Regions from separate parts of the Sus scrofa genome. Here region 2 is linked to region 1. The links are chromatin contacts, called in public HiChIP or PLAC-seq maps. All regions are on one chromosome and are shown on one strand. The core of a region is the stretch at or near the end of the contact, and the rest is flanking DNA. Distances in the headings are between cores, read along the strand shown. Region 1 overlaps PTGFRN (prostaglandin F2 receptor negative regulator). Region 2 has its middle 44 kb from the start of PTGFRN.

Region 1 (6,758 bases), core at 2,840-5,339:
TGTTCAACTTCTCTTCAAAAGTCCCCTGAATAAAGTAAAATATTTCCATGTGAAGCGCTCTGACGGGGAACTGCTGAAACTGGCTCTCCCTCAAGATAGTGACACCAAATCCTTCAGTGTCTCTTCTAAATATAGTCTACTTTACATTATCCACGCTAATGAGAGAGGGCAGTGGCGTGGCTTATCCAGAAATCATTGTTTGGTTTTATTTTTTTTAAATAAAAAAACTTTTTATTGAGGTATATAGCTGATTTACAATGTCGTGTTAATTTCTGCTGCACAGCAAACCAATTCCGTTATACGTATGTATTCTTTTCCATTATGGTTCATCATAGGACATTGAACATTTTTGTGTTTTGGTTTTAGAATACGTGCCTTATGCTAGATTTTAAGGTGGGTATGTGGAACGGAATGAATGATACTGTAAGGGCACTGCATTTTGAAGACTTGACTCTTTGGGCACATTGTCTGGTTTCACTTTCCCAGTCATTCTCTTTAGGATTCCCTCCTTCCCCTTTCCCCCAGAAGATGGCTTCACCCGCACTTCCTACCCTCCAGCTTCTGGCCCCCAACCGACTATATATACGCACCAGAGCTGAGCTGTCTTTTCTCTGAAAATCTCCCAAGTCCTATCATGCATATGGAGAAAGTATAATGTTAGCTTTGTGATGTTCAGCAGGCTTGTTTTCAAATGGTAGCATATGGGATAATAGCATTACACTGAGGAGCAGAGTCTCTGCAGGCAGGCAGCCCAGATTTGAATCCTAGCTCTGCCACATACTAGCTGTGTGACCTTGACAAGTTACTTAACTTCTCTGTGCTTCCATTGCCTCAGCAGTAAAGTGGAGATGATACTAGTACTACCTCGTGGGGTTGTTTTGAAGGCGTAATTTATAAAGCACTCAGAACAGTATATAGGAAGCATATATCTAAGTGCTGGCTGCTGTTAGTGTTAATGAAATAAAAAGAAATATGGTATGCTTCATTAATTTATTCCATATGTTTCTCAAGCACTTAAAACCGTACAGAGCAACCTAAATGTCCATCGACAGAGGAGTAGATAAAGACGATGTGGTACATATACACAATGGAATACTACTCAGTCATTAAAAGGAAAGAAGTAATGGCATTTGCAGTTACAGGGATGGACCTGGAAATTACCATGCTAAGTGAAGTCAGTCAGACCATGAGACAGCAACATCAAATGCTATCACTTACACATGGAATCTAAAAACAGGACACAATGAACTTCTTTGCAGAACAGATACTGACTCACAGACTTTGAAAAACTTCTGGTTTCCAAAGGAGACAGGTTGGGGGGTGGGGGGATGGGCTGGGGGTTTGGGATGGAAATGCTACAAAATTGGGTTGTGACGCTCCTTGTACAGCTATAAATGTAATAAAATTCATTGAGGAATTAAAAAAAAACTGTACAAAGCCTTCTAACTTGTAAATAGGAGATGATCGGGGTGGGGGAGGGTGGAGGGGGGCAAACATAATGGAGCGTCTCTAAAAGCCTTTGCTTTTCATCTTCCAGTTCTCCAGGTAACTGTGGCCAGGAATGTGTCTGTGGCCGAAGGAAAGTTGCTGGACCTGAGCTGCAACATCACAACAGACCGAGTGGATGACGTGCGGCCCGAGGTGACATGGTACTTCAGCAGGACGCCGGACAGCACCTTACCCGGCCCCCATGTGCTAGCACGGCTGGACCGTGATTCCCTGGTACACAGCTCTCCCCACGTGGCCCTGAGTCACATGGATGCACGCTCCTACCATTTACTGGTTCGAGATGTTAGCAGAGAAAATGCTGGCTACTACTTCTGCCATGTGGCGCTCTGGACACCCGGGCACAACAGGACCTGGCACAAGGTGGCTGAGGCTATGTCGGCCCCAGCTGGAGTGGCTGTGACCTGGCTAGGTGAGTGGTTTGGAGGATGGCTCTTCACCTCTTGGGCTTAATCCTCTCTCTGGGATATGGAGAGGAGCCAGAGAGCGGTGTGCTTTGCATTACTTGGGGGTTCTTGATATCAGGACAAGTATACTTTCGCCTGGCTAGATCCCAAGCTGGGGGCGAAGGCAAAACTGGCTGAAATCGAACCTGGCAGGCAAGGGAAATGTTTAGATAAGGTGCCCTCAGTGGTCTCAATATGCTCATGGGAGAGGACATGGTTTCCTTTCGTGGTCGAGATTTGTAGGGTCGGGGGCCCAGCTCCGTGGCTCATTGAAATGGATCTTTGTTGGAGGCAGAAAACTGCCAGTCCTCCTTTCCTCTTCCTAGACTCCTAGGTTCTCTCTGGCAGGAGCTGGTGCTTTTCTAAAGGCTGCAGAAGAAAAAGAATTCCTTCAGTTAATGGAACACATTTTTTTTTTTTTTTCCACTGAATGCCCTGGAATCCCAAAGTGATGGATGTTTTTCTCCCAGATATCAATTATGTTAGGAGCCTTCCTGTTTCCCCTTTTCTGGTGAGCTCTCTCCCCACATCTGGTTCCCGTGGAGGTGCAGAGTGGCCCTCAACCGTTGCCCACCTTGCCACCCATGTTAGGGCTACTTGTCATATACGTGAAGGTCATTGTCATATCCTCTTCTTTTTTTCCAGTCTCATCTTCCCCATCTCCTGTTTACCTGAATGCTTGCCTTCCAGGGCTGACTTTCCCTAATTTTCTTGCTGTCTTATAATGAACTGCAAGTGAGCTTCAGCAGGATGGGGCTGAGTGGAGTGTGGACAGCTTCGCTTCCCACACCCATTACTGCAAAGATGGTGACAGCCTGCTGTTTTGAGCTTGATCTCTCTGCTGTCCCCTGACTGTTCCCAGCCCACGTGAAGGCATTTGGCATGGCTCTGTTAGGAGATTAGGCTAGGAAGTCATGTCCCCCTTTGTCTAACGCTAAACATCCTCCTGCCGGGAGCCCCAGCTCGTTCTCAGCGCGTCCTTGCCCCTGCATTGAAATCTTCACTCAGGTTAGTGGCACACTCACAGTCTGTGTCTTCCTAAGAAGCCGTTCTTTGGCAAAGAGGAGGGGTTGGCAAGTAGGGACAGAGGGGGCAGGGAGAAGAAGAGTCATAAGCAGACAGTGTGTCCTGTGCAGAACGGGGCGAGGCGGGGTGCTGGTCCTCCCTGCTCCCGGAGGGGTGCTTTGATATCTGCAAAGTGAAAGGCGCGGGGTTTATCTGGAGAGCTTTTATTCCTGCCGTCTGAACCCTGGGCGCGAGCCTCGCTGTGAAGTACTGAACTGGAACAATGGTAGCCCGGCTAGAACTCTCCTTAGCAGCCTTCAAAATAACACAGACGTTGTCAGCAGCAAAAGGAGAGTTTTCATCTCTGGAGCTGAATGTGTCTCGGGGCCCTGATCCTCGGCACATTGTGCGTGACTGTCACATCCCAGCGCGGACTCGGTGCCCCGCCCCCGCCGACAAGGAATCACAGCTCAAGCAGGGCTCTTTCTCTCTCTCTCTTTCTTTTTTTTTTTTTTAAAGAAAGTGCTGCCTGCACTCCAATTTGAGGGCCTCTTTGAAGTCCTCCTGCATTGATCCCCGCATTCCCTGGGGGAGATGCGGGGACTGGCAGGAAACAGGAGGGGGCTCTGGCAGGGAAGGGGCTCTTTTAGCTGGAAGGGATTTGTTGGTGGCTGTGTTCTCCAGAGAGTGGGAAGAAATAAAGAGACTAAATTGTGGGAAAAGGTTCAGTTATTATCCCAGGGATCCAACACTGTTCTTCTGAAAGCCGTCAGTGTGCATTTCCCGGGCTGACCTAAGGCCCCAGACCCCGCACCTCTCTCGGTTCTTTGCACCTAATGAGCACTCACTAAACCTTGGCGGGATGGGTGGATGAACTGGCACTGACACAGATAGTGTTCAAATAGGTGCATAGGCAAAGAAGAATTGCAGAGAAAGCAATAACGTTCAGCTCAGAATACTCAGATATTTGCCCATGGGATAAACCTGCCAGGAGTGTGAGTGGTATTTTTCTGTCCTCCCCTTAAATCTCTCCACCTTCCCTGAGCCTGTGACTCACACCATTACAGCTCCCTGGACACTTGTCAGCAGGCGAACCAGGCACGAGGACAGAAGGAGACCTTTCTCATTCTCTGCCCGGGCAACCATCAGGTCTGACTTGACACTGTGTGGTTCTGTCTAGATCTGCAACATGTGTGCGTGTGCATGTGGCTGCCAGTCCTCATGCAGCTCGGGGCCTGTTGGCGAAAACTGAGAAGTGGCAGGACGACAGGTGACCTGCCCAGTCCTCTATTTCTGTTGATCGTCTTATGTCGTGTGACTATGGAATGTTGTTCCAAAAGAGCTCTTGAGGAAGCTGGTTCCCCATGCAGGTGTTACACAAAGCGCTTGGTTTTGCTACTTGGCACATTAAAAATAATAACCACCATGTACTGAATACCTACTGCGTGCCAGGGACTGGGCCAAGGGCTTTACATGCCTTAAATATTTGATGCCCGCAATAACGTTGTGAGTGAGAAACCCATTTCTATTTTTCTACAGTTTTGAGGGTCAGGATTTAGGGAAGGATTCAATGGGTTCATCTCTGATGCACATGGTGACATCCGGGACAGCTAGGGCTGAGGCCCCTTCCAGGTGGGTTTCTCATGCACGTGTCACCATGTGCCGGGACACCTCTCTCTGTCCCCACATGGCATCTCATCCAGGCCCTTTCCATGTGTCTTGGGCTTCCCATGGCACCGTCTTCTCAGGACAGTCCCATTTCTTACCTGGCGGCTGGCTGCCAAGGCCCACGAAGTGCAAGTGCCTGGCCAGTTAAAAGCAATTCCTGGGACTGGCACAGTGCATTTCCACTGTTTTCTATTGGTCAGAACCATCACAGAGTCTGTGCAAGTTCAAGGGGGTAAAGGAAGAGACCTCGCCTCTTAGTGGGAGAGTAGTGGGGTTACATTGGACAAAGGCCATGTGAGGTGGGACATGTTAGTGCAGTCATCTTTGGACAGTGGAGTCTATGCAGTGTTTATTGTTTTGGTTTTTTTTTTTTCTTTTTCTTTTTCTTTTTTGGCGGGGGTGAGGGGGGCACACCCTCGGCCTGTGGAAGCTCCCAGGCTAGGGGCTGAATTGGAGCTACAGCTGTTGGCCTACACCACAGCTCACAGCAATGCCAGATCCCAGTCCGCCAAGCAAGGCCGGGGATGGACCCCTGCATCCTCATGGATACTAGTCAGATTTGTTTCTGCTGAGCCATGATGGGAACTCCCTATGCAGTAGTTAATGCTTGTTTCTTTTATTTCAAAAGAAATGTTCAGAATGGCTCAGGCAGAAGTATAGCCCATGGTCAAGTCTATCTCAAGTATTTTCATCTTAAGTGAAGTCTGTCCCAGGTATTGTCATCCTATGTGAAAACAGTTTTGACTTTGGGAATCAGTTCACTCCTGAAACTCAAGAGCAGAGAGTCCTAAAAGCTAGGGGCATTCTTGTCCTTAGTTGCTTGGGGTTGGTGCCCTGAGTCCATGAGAGGTTGAAGCTGATTGAGGTCTTCTCAAGTTCCTTTGTGTTGACTAGACAGATCAGGCAGTGATATGAATGGGTCTGTCAAGTCCAAGAGCACTTGTAGCCACTGGGAGGGCTATGATTTTTTAGAGGGTAAGAAAAAGCCTCTTTACTTAGGATGTATGCCCTACTTTTGAAGGGAAAAAGATTTAAGTTGGCTTGCAAAACAAAGTCCAATTTAAAGCAAGAGACATAAAAATAAAATCAAGATCAAAAGGGGTAAAAAAAAATCAAAGAATAGATATTGCAAGATGGTTGGGATGAATCAGTTACTGCATTTGAGTACTGCATTTGCCTCTGAAGTTTTGGAGAGTTGAGGCAAAAAGCGATGTGATTATACAGTTCTCTGATGAAGGAAGACAAAAGAGAGACAAACTTTTTCTTGGCACTGAATTTATCATGTGCTTTTTTATTTAAGGGGCATTGGATAACATAATGGACAGTGCTTTTAACTGTTCTCTTACAAAAGGCTCTAAGTGATTGTTTAAATGGATGTTTCTTATATCCACTCCCTATAAAAGCTGAGGGTATAAATCTTAAGTGTGTGAAGAAGTTTCTGCAAGAAGCTGAGTTACTGTGGGGGACAAATGTTGCTTTGTGTTGATCCAATTTAGTATATGGCTAAAACTATAGAGAATCTGGAGGAATGGCTGGTTCATCTGCATATTAAGCCATCTTTCCCTGCTATCAGATGTCTTAAATGAGCCCTTGGCAAGAGTTGGATACTAATCAGTTCATGGTTGAGCGGTCTGCCCGAAGTCCCAGACTTCCGTGGTGTTAATTGGAGAGGGTTCCACGGGCTTCAGATGCGAGAGCCAGAGGAGGCAGAGCTGAGTTCTGCTGTTCAGGCTTAAGCACCTGATTTGCATTCTTCCCCACTCTGGGACCATCCCCTCTTCCAGCAGTGTGCCAGCGAGGAAGGTAATTATTTTTCTTTAAAAGGAGCTGTTAATCTGCTAAGTGTTTGGTAGAGACTTCACAATTCCTTGCCGCCTCTAGAAGACAGGATTTAGAGCTGCAGAGTTTTACAGGCAGCTACAATCAGCTGTCAGTCCGGGATTATCTCTGAAGGCAGAAGAGCTTTGGAGTCCAGCTCCACTACCTTCTAGGCGTGTTATCGCAGGTGTGTTGCTCAAGATGTCTGAACGTGGGTTTTCCCGGCTTCCTGGGATACTGCATCTAAGTGTTTAGCACAGTGCCTGGCACTTCAGTGTTCTGTACGTTTTCGTGGTGGCGGTGGTGACTGATTGG
Region 2 (6,884 bases), core at 700-3,199, 100 kb before region 1:
CTATATCAGGTTCTTAACCCATTGAGCCACAATGGGATCTCCTATAAATATTTAAATATTCATTTACGTGTTTCTAAAGTCTATCACAGTTTCTAGTACATAGCAAGCTCTCAGTTCACAGCAACAATTATTACTTGGGCAGGCCTGACAATCTTATTAATCACAGGCCAACAGTCTGGATCTGGAATGTGAGTTAACCAGATAAATAATCAGCTCAAGGGTCTGCATGCAGAGGAGAGCTGACCTGGCCTGTTGACTCACCGTGTAAACACAAGTCATGGTAATTTACTAACAGCAAGACCTATTTCCTGCTGAGCGCTTCCAGCCCAGGCTCCAGAACTAGACACAGGGGAAGAGGTCAAAAATACTTGCATGGAACCTGTTTCCCTTTCCACTAACTTCTGAATGATGAGACGCTTGCTTGTTGCAAAGTCATCAGAATGAGACATGGAAATTTCTCACCTGGCATAAACTAGACGGAGCTTTTGAGATGCAAACCATATCCATTCTCAGAGGGGAGCAGTGAAATGGAAGAGAGAAGTCACTTTCAAAGAACCATCCCCCTGCTTTCCCCCTCTATACACATGCTAAGCACACAGGGCTTTTGCAATCTGCTACGAAAACAGAATTTTAAAATAAACCCTTGTCTGAGCTCTCAAATCAGAATTTAGAGGAAAATGGATTTTTGTAGGGTGAATTTGTCCTCCCAAATTAGTTTCATTCACACATACGCTTGTGCACACACACACACACACACACACACACACACACACAATGAGGCATTCATTAATAGACCAAATAATGGAACAAGCAAATTCACCCTCAACAAGAAAGACATTTGGTAATTGTGAGGACAGGCTTGAAGCTGCATAAAAATAAAACTCACAGAAGCCAGCAGATGGCACTTAATCATAATTTTTCCTATGATTTCTATTAATTGTTAAATATTCTTCATTCTGTCTTCCCGGTATGATGAATGATATGCTAATATGGCATCGTAAGTAATGTTTTCCCTTTGAGATACGAAATAGGCTTGTTACATAAAATTCCCCCACCTACGTAACTAGCCCAAGACCCATTTTTCTCATGCATATATTTATCATATCCCAGTATGCATATGCATGCCCGTATATCTGTGTGCTTCCAAGCATGGAGCGCGTCTGATAAATGTCTGAGGTAAAAGCTAACACCTTCATTTATCTCCAGAAGCAAATCCAAATCAAGGAACTCTTGTTCCTGAAACAGGCACATAAAACCATCTCAGCCACACTGGCTGCCAGAAATAGGAATGGAGAAATACCTCAGGAAGGCCACTCGGCAATTTCCTTCAAGGCTCCTATTACCGCATTAACAAGGTGAATGACCCCTTCCAGGCTGCTCCACCTCACCTGCCAATTCTTTCACTTTCTCTCCCGCCCACCCCCCATTTTCCTCTCCTCCATGAGGCTCCTCTCTCTCCTTGGCCTCGTGCTCCTATAGGGCCCCAGCCTTTCCTACTGCCCCACTCTCGTTCTTTCTTCTGATTCTCCTGGTTTGGGGGTTTGGGTTTTGTTTTTTTTTTTACATCTCTCCTTTCTCTCTTATTAGTGCTGGTGGCAGTTTCCTCCATCTTGGGGGGCGGGGGGTGGGAGGGGCTGGGGAACAGATGCTCTACCAGTCAGGGTTCTTGGTTTCTGACACCAGAAATTGACTCTGTTAAGTAGGAAAAAAATGTATTGGAAAGCCCTCAAGCAGTTAACAGAATCGACAGGAAGCCTGGAGAATCTGGCCCGGCCCACAGGCAAGAACCCAAGGAGACTGGCACCGGAGAAGACTGCCAAGGTCACACCCCTGAAAAATCACTCAGTTGGGACAGTGCCATTGGCACCGCAGCCACTCTGCTGCTAACGGCCACTGCTGCCCCTTGACTCTACCGTAAAAGCACGCGCTCGTGCCAAGGGCTGGTTTCATTCCCTCCAGATTCCTGGTCCAGGCAGGAGGACCCAATGCCAAGGCTGGGAGGACAGGCTTCATGAGCTGCTCTCCACCAGCAGAGCTGCAGTTCTGGCGCCCACTAGAGTGAGGTGGGGGTGCAGAGTCGAGGTGCTGGTAGCCTGTCAAGGAAGCAGGAGAAAGCAGATCTCAAGAAGCACTTGAGCTGAGGAGCTACCAGGTGCCACAGACACCGCTCATTTAAAAGCCTCCCTACTCCTGGTGCACAGACGGGAAGGTCTGTACTCCCAAGCTGAGTGGGAATACGTTGGGGAGAAGGAAAGCCATCGGGGAGTTTACAAAGCAATTATGCCAGTTCTGGAAGGACACACTCTAGAGTGAAACTCAGCTGATGCTGTAACCCTGCACAGTCAACTCGGTTCTTTCATACATGCTGTGTCCTGGAAAAACTGAGCGGCTGCCAGAGCGAATGCAAGCACCCTTTGCGTTCAGGCTCTATTTAACGGGCTTCAGTTCCAGCTCCCAAGTACTATTCCTTTGACCTCCCACGTCTTAACCCTTCATGGAACCAGACGAGCTCCTTTCTAGGGATGAAATTTGTAACGTGATTCCTGGCTGGGTGCAGGGGCCTCTTCTCTCCTCTGCCAGCTGGTCCCAATTATGAGCTGGTTTGGGTAATTTGAGAGTTTGGAGGGTGTCTGTGCTGGAGAAGGAGGGTTTTCTAAGCACTTAGCTTCCCTGTGGATCCCAAGGCCAACTCAAACTAATGGATCCCTTAATATTCTGAATTATGAGGTGATTTTCACTGGTTTTCCTAAAAAAAAGAGGAAATAAAATATATACATAAAGTCACTTGGTGGTGTGCCTGATAACCACTGCCAACGCAGAGTGAAAAATGAAGGCAGCTGTCTATATCATTTCAGTAGAGCTCCAGCGTCGCCCACAGAATTTGGGTAATTGCCTCAATTTTCCTGTGTTTTAACAGAGCGGGCCTGTGTTGTCTCAAGTTTCCTTTGGGATAGGTGACACCCAGGCCAGTCTTTGGGGGATCTCCAGCCCAGTTTTAAAGGGCCACATATATATATCTGAGTTCAAGTTTACATTTTTAAAACATTTTTTCAATGTAATGTGGTATTGAGCATCTATTATACGAAGGTGCTGTAAAGTCTCGGAAATCAAAGATAAATCTGACTGTGGAGTGAGAGGAATCTCATCCAGTGGCATTCCAAAGTGGTGGAGGGTGGAGGAGCCAGCCCTTGGCTAAGAGGAACATTTTGTCAATGACCTTATTTAGACTCGCCATGGTGCATGGCGATAATACAGACCAGATGGCTTTTCGTTGGTTTTATTATTTTTAAACTCTCTGCAGACTGATACACTCCTTAGTGCCTGCACCTGGACTGACGTCTCCCGCTGGCCCCCTCACTGGACTCTTATACTTCCAACCACTCCCCCAGTTTGGGTCCCCATAGTCACTTTAAGTAGGGGTAGGAGAAACAACGTACATAAAAAGATGCAAATGTCACTGGAAATCAAGTTCACATAGCTGAGTGGGCATGAGTTCCATTGGCAAGTCAATGCCAATCGTAGTTGCTTAAACTTGACCTTTGCGGGCCTGCCTGAGGCCTGTCCTTCATTCCCACTCCTTGGGTCACATTATTAATCTTCAGAAGCCAGCTCCTTTTGCTGATGGAGTTATTATTTCATGTCTTTGGGACCAAGTGTCCTCATGGTATAGCACATGCATGAGAAGGGTCCTCCCTGGAAGGGTTGGTATAAGGATTACATGAGAGAACACGTGTGAAGTAAATGTTAGCTCTTATTTATCATTGCTCTCTTAAAACCTTTCCGTAAAATTTACTTCAAGCTTGTATGAATATAGAAAGATCAAGAGAAATAAGGAACGAGACAGAGCCCAGGACACAGAGAGAGGTATGCACCCAGGTCAGCCATGCAGATACAATTCTGCCACCCACACTGATCCAGGAATGCCCAGGAGATGGGGGCAAAGCTTGGGCCCTTTCCTCACCTCACCTGTTACCCATATTCACCACCACCCCTTGATGTTTGTTTTCGAAATTATTACACTGATGATTGCCAAATGGTGCCTTTCTGATACCATTATTTCTTCTGCTTTTTTTTTTTTTTTTGGTTGACTTTCTACTGTAAGAAATAATTTCTTCACATATATTTATTCATTTATATGACTATATCAATAGGAACTCATAGGCATCTTTTTTTTTTTTTTTTGCTTTTAAGGACCACACCTGCAGCATATGGAAGTTCCTGGGCTACAGGTTGAATCAGAGCTGCAGCTGCCAGCCTGTGCTACAGCCACAGCAACAAGGGATCTGAGCTGCATCTGTGACCTACACCACAGCTCACGGCAAAGCTGGATCCCCTACTCACTGAGTGAGGCCAGGGATTGAACTGCATCCTCATGAATACTAGTCAGTTTCTTAACCCGCTTAACCACAACGGGAACTCCGAGTTGAGTTACCTTTTGCTTTGCAGGATTTTTTTTTGTTTTTTTTTGTCTTTTGAGGGCTGCACCCATGGCATATGGAGGTTCCCAGGTTAGGGGTCTAATCAGAGCTGCGGGCATACACCAGAGCCACAGCAACGCCGGATCTGAGCTGTGTCTGCAACCTACACCACAGCTCACGGCGGCAATACTGGATCCCCTACCCACTGAGCAAGGCCAGGGATTGAACCCGCAACCTTATGGTTCCTAGTCGGATTCATTTCCGCTGTGCCATGATGGGAACTCCTGATTTGCAGTTTTAAAAGAGGAGTTCTCTTGTGGCATAGTGGTTTAAGGAATCCAGCATTGTCAGTGCAATGACTTGGGTCACTGCTGTGGCACGGGTTTGATCCCTGCTCTGGGAATTTTGCATGCTGTGGGCATGGCCAAAAAAGAAAAAGAGGGAGCTCGGGAGACTGGAGGCTTCCCCAGAGGGATATACTAGGTATTAAACCTGTGGTTTTCTTTTCTGCAGGGGGATTTATTTCTCTCTACAGGCAAGGATGGAAAATCGCATTGACGTGTGTCTTCCTTGTTCTGCGAAGAACTTCTTAAGTGGCTTCCTGCAGCCACCTACCTAAATGGGGCGTGTTAGACCCCTGTCTTGTAGAAGAATCAGCCTGAAGCAGATACTCCTTGCTCAGTGGCACATTGCTCATAATCTCTTTTAGTTGTGTTAAGTGCAGGCCTTTGTCCTGGAAGAAATTGTAGCAAGGTGGGTTTTTTTGGTTTTGGTTTTGTTTTATCTTTCTCTCGCTCCTCCTTCCAAGTTAAAACCTTCCCCATTCTTTCATATGCAGATTTGGACTTTCTGCAAGTGGAAGACCTGTTTGCCCAAGAGTTCAGAGCCTGCCGGGAGGGAAAGGATTAAAGTTCAATTCCTGACTCCTGAGGTTCAAAAGTCTGGAGTGTATGCAATTGCTAACAATCAGGGGCTGGGCAATAAAATTCCCATGAGGCAAGAGAGCAGCTGGCCTCTTAACCCTTGGTACAGAGCTTTACCAGAGCCTCATCAAGTCTGATGGGTCCACCAGGTGACAAATGCTGGCACCAGTCCTGAATTCACTGTATTTGGGGAGAAGTGGTTCTGTGTGTGTGTGTGTGTGTGTGTGTGTGTGTGTGTGTACAAAAGAGTTGGCTGGCAAGAGCTGTAAACCAGTGGTGTTCTGGAGCTGACTCATAATGGCTTGCAAGAATTGATTGCTAATTTTTCAGAAATTTTTGCCAGCCAGTTAAATATAGCCATTATTAAATATTAAATTATGTAAATTCGATTAAATACTTACATGAAAACAAACATTAGTAAATACTCAAAACTCATCACTTACTAATTATTTTCTCCCATTTCACTATTATCTATGCGCCTGTGGTTGTTTACAGCTCTTGTAGCTGGATGGTGGAGATTTTGTACACAACGGTGGGCTATTGTGCATTCCCAACTCCACATTCAGTGAGGTCACATTGGTAGCTTAAAATCAGTCACGGCAAATGTATTTATACCATGGGAATTGGCAAATCTATGAAGCAATGCTTCCCTCCACCCCCACCCCCTGGGGGATCCGGATGTTTAACAGTTAGCAGCCCACCCTGACTATAACCCTTGAGACAGATTCATTCATATTCTGTTTTACTGGCTGAAACGAGCTAGGGTGTGAGGTCCTCTTGACTGCACCTACTCAGAGAGCACATACTGGAGGACCTGGAGCAGAGGGCTCAGGTACTATCACTATTGTCCAGGCTCCAATGATTCTGGAATTGCTTCAACTTCTTGAAATTTTTACCTTCCACCAGAGAGACTCAACCACTGATCCAACTTCTCTTCTACCAAGTTTCTAAGTCACCTTGTGGCAATATCGCTCCTTAGTCTAATTCTCTGCTTTCGTGTGTCCACAAGAGGCCTTGGGGAAGCAGCAGAACGAAGTGTCATAGTCTGTGCACGGGGTCAGAAGAATTTCCGTGCTCATATCGGGGTGAAAAGACAGAAGAGTTTATTGCGCATGGAGAGTAAAAGTAGAGTTGATTGAGATAAAAGACACTGCAAGCCACTGGGACCTCTTCCTGACAATCAGGGAAAACCAGACAATGAGCGCGTGCTCATGTCTGTTTTTATAACCCAGGGAGAACAGAGGTCTCGCGATACACATGCTGACCTGCTGATTGGTTGAGGAAAGAAGGGGTCTTACAATACACTTGCTGGTTGGTTGGGGGCATGTAAGGTCCCTATAGGGGCTGGGTGAGGAATGGGCCACATACCTTTCCTAGTAGGGGGCAGGAAGGAGTAGGCCAGGTTGCTCTAGACAGGGGAAGGGGCGATGAAAAGGGTCTGGTAATTCTTGTCTTGGCCGGAGGCTTTGAGTTCTGTCTCCTTAAAGGGGACTTGAAGTCTAACATGAGGGACCCCAGGATCCTTCTTCTGAGCAGTCTTGGC

The links. HiChIP or PLAC-seq counts read pairs in DNA pulled down with a chosen protein or histone mark.
Region 2: a contact with region 1 is called in an H3K27ac HiChIP or PLAC-seq map of skeletal muscle. The contact joins two enhancer-like sites. A contact is called at or near these places in 4 of 47 Hi-C or Micro-C datasets (embryonic fibroblasts, fetal liver and skeletal muscle) and 1 of 2 datasets of contacts at active chromatin or transcription factors (skeletal muscle).

Annotation. Positions count from the first base shown.
Region 1 is chr4:103,777,477-103,784,234 of Sscrofa11.1, reverse strand. PTGFRN (prostaglandin F2 receptor negative regulator) reads left to right here. Exons shown (of 9, transcript XM_013997237.2): 4 at 1,538-1,918. Among named protein-coding and RNA genes, the nearest start is that of CD101, 44 kb to the right of the region's middle. Within about 2 kb of position 4,089, at least 6 of the 83 cell types and tissues checked have an H3K27ac peak or open chromatin away from gene starts, as enhancers often do. A contact at or near this core is called in skeletal muscle, where this site is marked.
Region 2 is chr4:103,875,551-103,882,434 of Sscrofa11.1, reverse strand. No RefSeq gene overlaps it. Among named protein-coding and RNA genes, the nearest start is that of PTGFRN, 44 kb to the right of the region's middle. Within about 2 kb of position 1,949, at least 22 of the 83 cell types and tissues checked have an H3K27ac peak or open chromatin away from gene starts, as enhancers often do. A contact at or near this core is called in skeletal muscle, where this site is marked.